3 separate regions of the Zea mays genome follow, and all the other regions are linked to region 2. The links are chromatin contacts, called in public Hi-C maps. All regions are on one chromosome and are shown on one strand. Each heading gives the region's core, a stretch centred on a gene start, on an enhancer-like site or on the middle of the called end of the contact. The rest is flanking DNA. Distances are from core to core; before and after follow the strand shown.

Region 1 (2,824 bases), core at 49-2,548, 140 kb after region 2:
TTTGAATGTACTCGTCTACCACATCAGAAGGTAACCCAAATGCAAGTATGCGAGTGCCGCACATACTTTTTGTAGGGGACCGAGTCCTGGCATGCCTGTTGCGTCAACCCTTTGTGTAAAGTATGTATCCTGCTGTTGAAGTCCTTGCAAAATGCGGAGAAACAGAGGCCTACTCATGCGAAACCTAAAGAAAAGAACATAGGATCGTGGTAAATACTATGGAATTATCATAACCTCTTAGAATTACATGATGTGCGTACCTTCTACGAAACACGTGCGATGGATACACCGGGTTCAGCCCGAAGTAGTGATGGTGGATAAGGTTTTCTCCAGCAAAATGATCCCTGCGAATGACGCGGCGAGGTAATCCGGACCGTCGTCGGTGAAGGCGTCTAGCCTCAATGTTGAGGGTAAGAAGATTAACAAGCAGAAGTGTTTCGTCGTCACTATCACTTAAATCCGAATCATGTTGCCTACGACTGGGAGACATTTGGAGCAACGGCTTACTTGTGAAACAAGTGGTATATGTAAGTACATATTTGAAGACAAACATTACATATATATAGACGAGAGAAATTTGGCTTCAGGGAGAAGCTACTGGCTTACGTCGGAAGCCAACCTTGGCTTACAACGTAAGTGAAACGTGGCTTTCGGTCGAAGACAAGCGTGGCTTCCTGTGTACGACTGAACGAGTATGATTCAAGCATAAGCGTGGTTAAATCATATTGCGTACAAATATTTGTGAAATTGTTATAACGGAGTACTATGGAGAAGTAAAGTTTGCCATTACGAAATTAATTTTAAACTGAAATCTTGTATTACATCTTTTCCGTAATTGAAAACAAACAAATAAAAATATTTTTTTTTCATTTTTTTTAAAACGAGCGCATAATGCCGAACGTATGAAAACATATAAAATAAATAGAAATTGAAGTTGGTTATGTTAGTTATATGGAAATGTATATTTAATGAGTAGAGGGATATATAGGGGAAAATTTAGGGGAACGGTTGTGAGACGAGTGAATATAGGAGAGAGAATTTTGCTGACGTGGCTATATAATAACATTTATGGGGAAAATTTAGGGAGAACAGTTGCAGATAGTGTCTCGGCCCAGGCCCAACTGTAGCGGGAGCGGAGAGCCGGTCCACGACCCGAGATGATCAGCTGGGCCCACCACTCCGGGAGAGCCAGACGCGCGCTGCCCACGGCAACTGCTGGCCTGCTGCTGCGCGCAGACGGGACGAGACGGGAGACGACAAGCGCGCACGTCCCAAAGCCAAACTCCCAGAGCGAGGAGGTGGAGGACGGACGGGAGGAGGAGAGGAGAGAGCCCACCACCCGCGACCGCGACCGCGACCTAACCCGGAGACCTCCCTAGGCTAGCTCCCCTCCCAGACCCCAGGCTCTCCCACCCACCTTTCCCCTCTCCCTCCCTCCTCCCCGTCCCACGCCGCCGCACCCCCGCCTGGCTGCTTGGGTGGCAATCGGCCGTAGAGGAGGAGGGTGTAGGAGCTTGATCCGGGCCACCTGCCCCCTGCGCCGTCGGGATGTACGTGCCGCCGCCGCCCACCGGCGGCGCCGGCGAGCAGCCTAGGGTTTACCAGGTCTGGCGGGGAAGCAACGTAAGGAATCTCTACCTGCCACCCTCCTTTTCTCTCCCCATCTGGCCGCAGTGGTCCGTGCGACGTTGATGGGATTGTAACTGCTGATTTCGCCCCGTACCTGCTGCTCGTGCTGCCCCGATTGTGCGGGCAATTGCTTGATTAGGGAATTTACTTATTTACGGGCCTGCTCCATGTTGCTGCAGTAGCTCCTGTTCTGCAAGTCCCGATATGCAGGGTGGAACAGAAGGGAAGGGTGGGGATTTTGTGTGCTTTCATAATATTATGTTTTTGGCACATTGAATAGTCACTGCTAGTAGCTCAGGCCATGGACGGTTCTGTCAACTCTTAGCTTCCTTTGAAATGTAGGTCCTTATTATAAAGCACACACGTAGTTATACCCATAGTCACATAAAACCGAGATTAAGGCAGTGAGACCCTTGTCCTAGATACTCTGGTTATTTTCGAATGTGCCTTAAAAACCTCTCGCAAATAACGTTACCACATTCCTCAACCCTGTTGACTCATCAACTTTTGTGACTATGAGGACCGGGCATAGCCTGGGTGGCTAGCGCTGTTGTAGCACAGCCAGCCGGGCCGAGTTCGATTCCCAGAATCAACCCGTGTCCCTCACCTTGGGGTTTTTTCCTCTTTATACACGCAAAAGCGTTCAGTGGTATTGCGTGTTTCCCATGCACTTGAGAGGTCTAGCCTTCTCAGTCCCTTTCTAATGCACGTTGTGTTGGACGCCCACGGAGTGTGTGTTCGTGTAGTGTGGTGTGTGTCCGTGGCGTCCTTGTATCCTATAAAAAAACTTTTGTGACTATGGTTTACCCATTCACTAATATAGCTATTACTACCCTATCGTTGTGATAAGCTTTCAGAGTCATGATGTACGTATTGTTTTTAGTTATATGAGAGGAATTATTCTTTGAGTGAATTCAGTTGGGATTGTTTTGTACCGGACTACCGGTACACCATCTGTGATTTAACGATGACATCGGCCTGTAATGTATACATTGGATCTTCATTATAGTGCCTAGCTTGTAGGGATTTGAAACGTCTTATGAGGCTTTTTTGGTGAAAAATGGAATTGACATCTAGACAAAAGTATCAAGCTATAGGATGAAGCCTGCAACTTGAAAAGCTCAATTTGGGTCACTGTTTCTTAGTGGTCATGTGAACTCTAATCAACCTTTGTTGTACCTTGATCCCTTCGTCA
Region 2 (3,221 bases), core at 258-2,757:
ACCGCTCTGCCTTTCGGACAAGCTGATTTGATAGCAGGCCATCATCAGTGAGGTTGCGGTTTGCCGTGCCACAGAGGTCCTACATCCGCAGCGATAGGCCCAAGTATCGTGGTTGTAGTCACATCGGCTCCAGCGCGTGCATGGTGTCCTACACGAGCAGCACGCATGGCGGCAGCAGTAGCTAAAGCAATAGATGGTGTGTCATTGTTTTCCATGGGTATGGAGTGTCGCCGTCACCGAACATCAAAGTGGGGGCTAGGGAGGTGTTGAAGAGGCAACGTCGAATTGGGACAGGCGACATGGATGGGCGATGAGCAATGCAGAAGGATCGATGGGGAATAGGTGCGACGATTTAGTGGTGGCTGAACCGTGTCGCCGGCCGCCGAAGTCGGGTGCATGGAGGCGGTGGCAACCCTAGCTGATGCTTGGTGCTTGGAGGTGTCGTCGGGATGGGAGTGGAGTGGTGAGTCGGGTCGGGGGGAAATGATCCGATCCACCATGGTAGATGGGTACTAGGAATCTGGAAATTCTAGGGTGGAAGGAGATTCTTGAATGAACTAGAGAAATCTACAGATTTTCAGGAACCTATTCATCTCTTGTACCTCTTTGATTATACTTATATGGTTGACATTTCATAATTTTGACAGTAAATCTGCATCAGAAACCTGAACAATGTGACTCTTTCACGCTTTCATGGCAAAATAGCATGTATACAGTTAGTCCACCACCACCACCGTTGTTGTAAAAGCATGTGTACCAGGACTCGAATAGAGGTCGCAATATGCTCACACATTACCGGATGCCCGGATCGGGACGGAGACTAATCATTTTCACAATCCAGTCAGCTCATGTTGCTTATTTGCTTCCTTCTACTACTATTTGGCTAGCCAGAAACCTCAAACCTTAGCATATGCGAGTAAAGCACTGCAACCATATGATACCCCTACACTACACATCCAGGTCCCAACTGGAGGAGGGAGAATGGTCATGGAGGTCGGTGGCAGACGCAAGTTGCATCCACCGGAGCACGCGTTTCGATTATTGCGTCGGGCCCAGCCGCCCACATTTTTTAATACCATTTTTGCATCGCAATGCTGTGGTGGTGTAACTGCAAACTCCAATCCAAATCCGAACAAGGTCCCAAACGAGACAGCAAGGCGCACCTGGACGTCGAACTCGACGAAGGCGACGGCAGCATGTGCGGCGGCTCGGCCGAAGGAGAGCAGCGTGTTCTCCCGCTCCCTGGCGGCCCCGAAGCGCGCCCCGGGCGGTGCCCCCACCGCGTTCATCCCCATCCCGCGGTGGCCGCCCACCACCATCCCCCGCTCCGCCACCAGCGCGAACGGCAGCTCCAGCTCCCTCCTTCCGTCGGCCGCCGCAGACGGCAAATACGAGGAAGCGCTCGCCGCGATCCGGCAGAGCCTCACCGCCGCGCGGGTCGCCGCCGGGCCCGGGAGCGCCATTTTGGCTCCCCGCCCCGCCCGCGTCGTGCCCGTTTCCTGATTTGGCAGCGCTGGTTCCAAAATACTCTTTTTTTTGAAACATTTTTAGACCCCGCAACCGCCGCCGCCGGGCGGGCCAGGCGACGAGAGCGACGGCTCGCAGAATGTTCCGCCGCGGCGCGAGTTTATCCGGAAGCATATTCTGTTTGAACCGACAGAATATTCTTACTAGCGTCTGGAGTCAAACTGCAGTTGACAGTTGAGTGGCTGGACGCCGGCGGCGTGCGGTGGCAGCGTGCGCGAGTAGGAGAGGCACGGGCGGGAGTAGGCTGGACAAAAAACTCGAAACTTATATCTCGCTCGACTCGGTTCGTCACTGGCTCGACTCGATTCGTTTGTATTCTGTAATGAGTTAAGCCAGTGTTTTAGTTCGGTTCGTTAACAAGCTGGCTCGAGCTAGCTCCTGAGCTGCTCGCGAGTTAGACGAGCTAAGTCAACAACCCAATAGCCTATACAGCTTAAAAAACCCAAGAAAAAACCCTAAGACATCTAGATGGACAAATAATTTTCACCCTACAAAACAGTGAGTCTGCGGACCGTGATTCTACGGTCGGTGACAACAACTGCGCTGCGAGTCTTCGAACTTGTGGCTCTTTAGTCCCGAGCCCTAACAAATCATCGTTGAAACAATGTGTGGTGACAAGTAGCTAGTAGTTATTCAACATTTTACTTATTTATTGTAGGACTGTACATTGAATTTCAATTAAAGAGGTATTCATTTGATGTTGGTGTTTACCTATCAGGTTTAAGAGAGTATACCATTAGATACCTAGAGTGGAGGACAAGTAGATTTTGTCTTTGTGTCTATTTTCATGCTAGTTTTAAAATTATATCTTGGTGACCTTTTTAACTAGAGAGTGGAAATTGATGTGTTTAAGTCTATAGATTATGAGCCTACGATGGATTGTTGTATTTGATGTGCAAGTCGATATGTGGGCATGTCACATGTGGATGCATACTTGCATTGCATATTAATATTTTGGATTGATAGAGTGTTGCCTAGATTAGACATGGAGATATGAAATAGAAGTATTAAACTATGAATTATGGAAGTGGTTTAAATATTTATTTTCTTATTTTACAATGTATGCTATTGTCATATATATGTTTATCTACTACTACTCTATAAGACAGCAGTGTGGGCGTCCACACCTGTGTATGCCCCCGCCTCCACCCCACCCACTCTGCGCCATCCGCGCCCCACACATCCCGTCTCCGGCGCTGCCGCTCCCGCAAGTAGACGCCGGACCCATGCCCACCCGCACAACCTGACATCCCCGTTCTCCTCCGAGCGTGCACCGGACGCCTGCCATCTTTGCCTCCCTCCCGTCCGGCCCTCCCCATCGCGAGCGCGCTCTGAATCGTGTCTCCGCCCCCAGCCGCCGCCTTTAATCTCCACACCGAATGCGGAGGGAGCTCCAATCTCCGCTCTTTCTTCCAACGCTTTGCACGAGCCGAGGCCTATCCACCTCTCGCTCGAATTCATCTTCCTCCTCCCTAGATTGCACGCGCTCTCCTGCTCCATGCCGCACATACCCCACGCCTCTGCTAGACCGAGCGATGGGAACCACGGTGATGACTATGTGCAGTCGTTGTTGCTTCTTCCCACCCTATTGCGAGGCATACCATCCGGCGGCGAGGCCCTTTTTGATGGAGCGGTGTGGTAGTCGTGAAGGCCGAGGCTGCATTGCGAGGGCAGTGGAGGAGCTGGGCGACGTG
Region 3 (2,933 bases), core at 4-2,503, 160 kb before region 2:
GCGAGACTTAAAAATCAATATATACTATTCCTAAAGACAAAATCAAATACTTTATATGGACTTGTTCAGGACAGCTGAAATGAGTAGATATGTTAGGAACTGATCAGTGATAACTGCTGACAAGGGAGACCATAAAAGTTCTTTATAAGCCTAATGGAGCCTATGCATTATATGCTAGCATCTTTCTAGAAATGAGTAATGCAACTTAGCAGTTCCAACTCCAAATACCAGCATTTAACCCAATAATAGAGTCAATCTAGGTGTGTGTTTAACTGCCAGGAACTAGCAAAACTTTAAACTGATGACACACCACAGCCACAGGTTCGAATGTTGGATGATTGATTAAACACATATACAAACCATAAGCGATGTGCACTGTCACACATTAGCATTTATCGAAAAACTACCCTGCAAAAAAAATAAGTATTTGTTCAAAACAGAACACGACTTGGGAGATCTCACCACTGCCAAAGCCACCTCCCTGGGAGTGGGAGGCACTTCCAAAACCACCACCAGATGAAGCTGCACCAGGCAAAACCACCACTTTTGGAAGCAAGAGCAGCAAAACCTCCACCAGTAGCAGCGGCGGCAAAACCAACACCTGCAGAAGCAGTTGGTGTGGTGCTGAAAAGCCCCCACCTGATACAACACCAGCAAATCCAGCATTACCTGAAGATAAATAAGTAAAGCAACCAGATGTAGGGAAAACGTTTTTTTTATCATCCATTAACGGCTGGACAGACTGAGCGTCTTAACCAATGTGTCGAAGTCTTGTTGGGCTGCTGCATCGTTCATTCACGCCAACACCAGTGGAGTAAGTGAACCTTCATCACAGAATTTTGGTACAATACCATTACACACACACACTCAACGTTGAGCAAATCTGCATATATTTGAGGTGCTCTATGTATACTTTCCCTCGGCAGCTGGACACTGCAAATCTGCAGGTGTGTTCTGTCCCAAGATCTGGAACAGTGGCTGATGAAGCGCGAGTGTTACTGTCTGTCTCAGTTGATTCAAACAACAGCTAGGACCGCTCTGAATTAGAGATTCAGGATGGCAATTCAATGTTTCTCAAACTAGTCCTATTCGGCCCGGCCCGGCCCGGTCGACACGCCGTTTGCATTAGCCTAGTGATGGGCTGTTGGGTTTATTTGCACGTAGGCTGTATTTGCAGCCCGACGATCCTGTCATCCGGTCGTCAACAACACATGATGGCCCATGCTCACTGCCCGTCCGCAGACGAAGACAGGGAGGGTATCAAGTCTTAATAATAGAGCGATATGATTACCACACAGCTAATCATCCTGTTCCTCCCTCTCCGTACTACAACGCACGTACGTGGGCCCGGCATGCGCTGCTAGCTATAGGTCTCATGAGCTTCTATATATATATAGGTAATATTGTAATGTAATCATCGTTGCTAGCTGTACTGGGAAGACGACGAGCTAGACGTCTCACCGGCGCTACCTGTCGGACGCACGAAACCAAACCGCGCATGCATGCATCGCCCAGCACAGCCACTGGAGAGTAATCCGGTCCCCCATAATCTCTACGGGCTCCATAAATAATTTCTCCAGGGGATCTCGTCGTGAAATGAGAATGAATGACCAGCGGAGTGAGAGACAGCACTGACGATGATAATTAGGGATGAAAACAGGACGGATACAGTCGGATACAGGGTCATTCCGTATCCTACCCTAATGTATTTCTCTCGGATACGGGACCGGATACGGGTAGTTAAGATTCGGGACGGATACAGAACGGGATCGGGTAATAATCCGGACGGGTAAGAAACGAATAACAGATACTACTCGGGTAGATACCGGATAATTGTCGGGTAGTTCGCTTCATCCGATGATATTAATTGACCAACCATCCATAAGTTAAGCAATACATAATCATGTATATGATAGATCAGATGTAAGAAAGGAAACCAGTAAAATTGACATCATGCAGTTCAAAGTTGCTTATCATAAGGACATTGTAGAACCAACACCGCAATATTTAAAATTCATAAATATTCTAGTTTTACTAAAAAATTGCAAATAAGTTACAAAAACTAATAAACATTTTTGAAAGGGAAATAGACTTTAAACCTTTTCCTAACTGATTTTGGTGGTTCAAATGCCACACACAAATAATTGGACTAACTAGTTTGCTCTAGAGTATATGTTCTACAGGTGCCAAAGGTTCAACTCAAAACCAATACAAAGATTAAAAAGGGTTCAAGAAGAAAGGAGCAAAGGAAACCGAAGTGCTCCCTGGTCTGGCGCACCGGACTGTCCGGTGCACCACCGGACAGTGTCCGGTGCACCAGGGAAGATCGACTTCAAACTCTTCACCTTCGGGTTTCCCAGGCGCACCTCCGCTATAATTCACCGGACTGTCTGGTGTGCCACCGGGCTGTCCGATGCGCCAGCGGAGCAACGGTCATCTGCGCGCAACGGTCGACTCTGCAAAGCAAACAATGCAAATCAGATGTCAGAGCAGACGGTCAGAGGGGCACCGGACTGTCCGGTGCCACATGAGGATAGAGCCTCCAACGGTCGACCAGCTCCAAGCCCTAATGGGAAGATGACGTGGCAGCTCACCGGACACTGTCCGGTGGCGCACCGGACACTGTCCGGTGGCGCACTGGACTGTCCGGTGCGCCCATCGCCAGCAGCCTTCTTCAACGGCTACATTTTGGATGGTGGCTATAAATACCACCCCAACCGGCCACTTCAAGGTGTGGGAGCCCAAGCAACATTCCAAGTCATCTAGTTGACATACTCAAGCCCTCCCAACCACTTCTATTCATTGATCCATCCTATACACAAGATCTAGACCACTACAACCAACACAAGTGCCACAAAAGATAGAGCAAGCAAGAGAGAGCTATTCATTTGAGTTTAGCACTAGTGCCTTGTGAGATTCATTGAGAGATAGTG

What was found. A called contact is a pair of places that touch in the nucleus more often than the background predicts.
Region 1: a Hi-C map of leaf shows a contact between it and region 2, with 4 times the contacts expected there. The contact joins the promoter of LOC100274096 here to the promoter of LOC100216744 in region 2. A contact is called at or near these places in 8 of 25 Hi-C or Micro-C datasets (ear, endosperm, leaf and 1 more).
Region 3: a contact with region 2 is called in a Hi-C map of leaf, with 3 times the contacts expected there. The contact joins the enhancer-like site here to the promoter of LOC100216744 in region 2. A contact is called at or near these places in 2 of 25 Hi-C or Micro-C datasets (bundle sheath and leaf).

The regions. Positions count from the first base shown.
Region 1 is chr1:199,320,952-199,323,775 of Zm-B73-REFERENCE-NAM-5.0, reverse strand. It overlaps LOC100274096, which reads left to right and starts at 1,298. Exons shown (of 5, transcript NM_001148475.1): 1 at 1,298-1,623. The coding sequence starts at 1,549.
Region 2 is chr1:199,459,947-199,463,167 of Zm-B73-REFERENCE-NAM-5.0, reverse strand. It overlaps LOC100216744, which reads right to left and starts at 1,507. Exons shown (of 7, transcript NM_001157492.2): 1 at 1,164-1,507. The coding sequence starts at 1,463.
Region 3 is chr1:199,619,306-199,622,238 of Zm-B73-REFERENCE-NAM-5.0, reverse strand. No RefSeq gene overlaps it. Among protein-coding and RNA genes, the nearest start is that of LOC103643023, 11 kb to the right of the region's middle. Within about 2 kb of position 1,253, at least 15 of the 20 cell types and tissues checked have an H3K27ac peak or open chromatin away from gene starts, as enhancers often do. A contact at or near this core is called in bundle sheath and leaf, where this site is marked.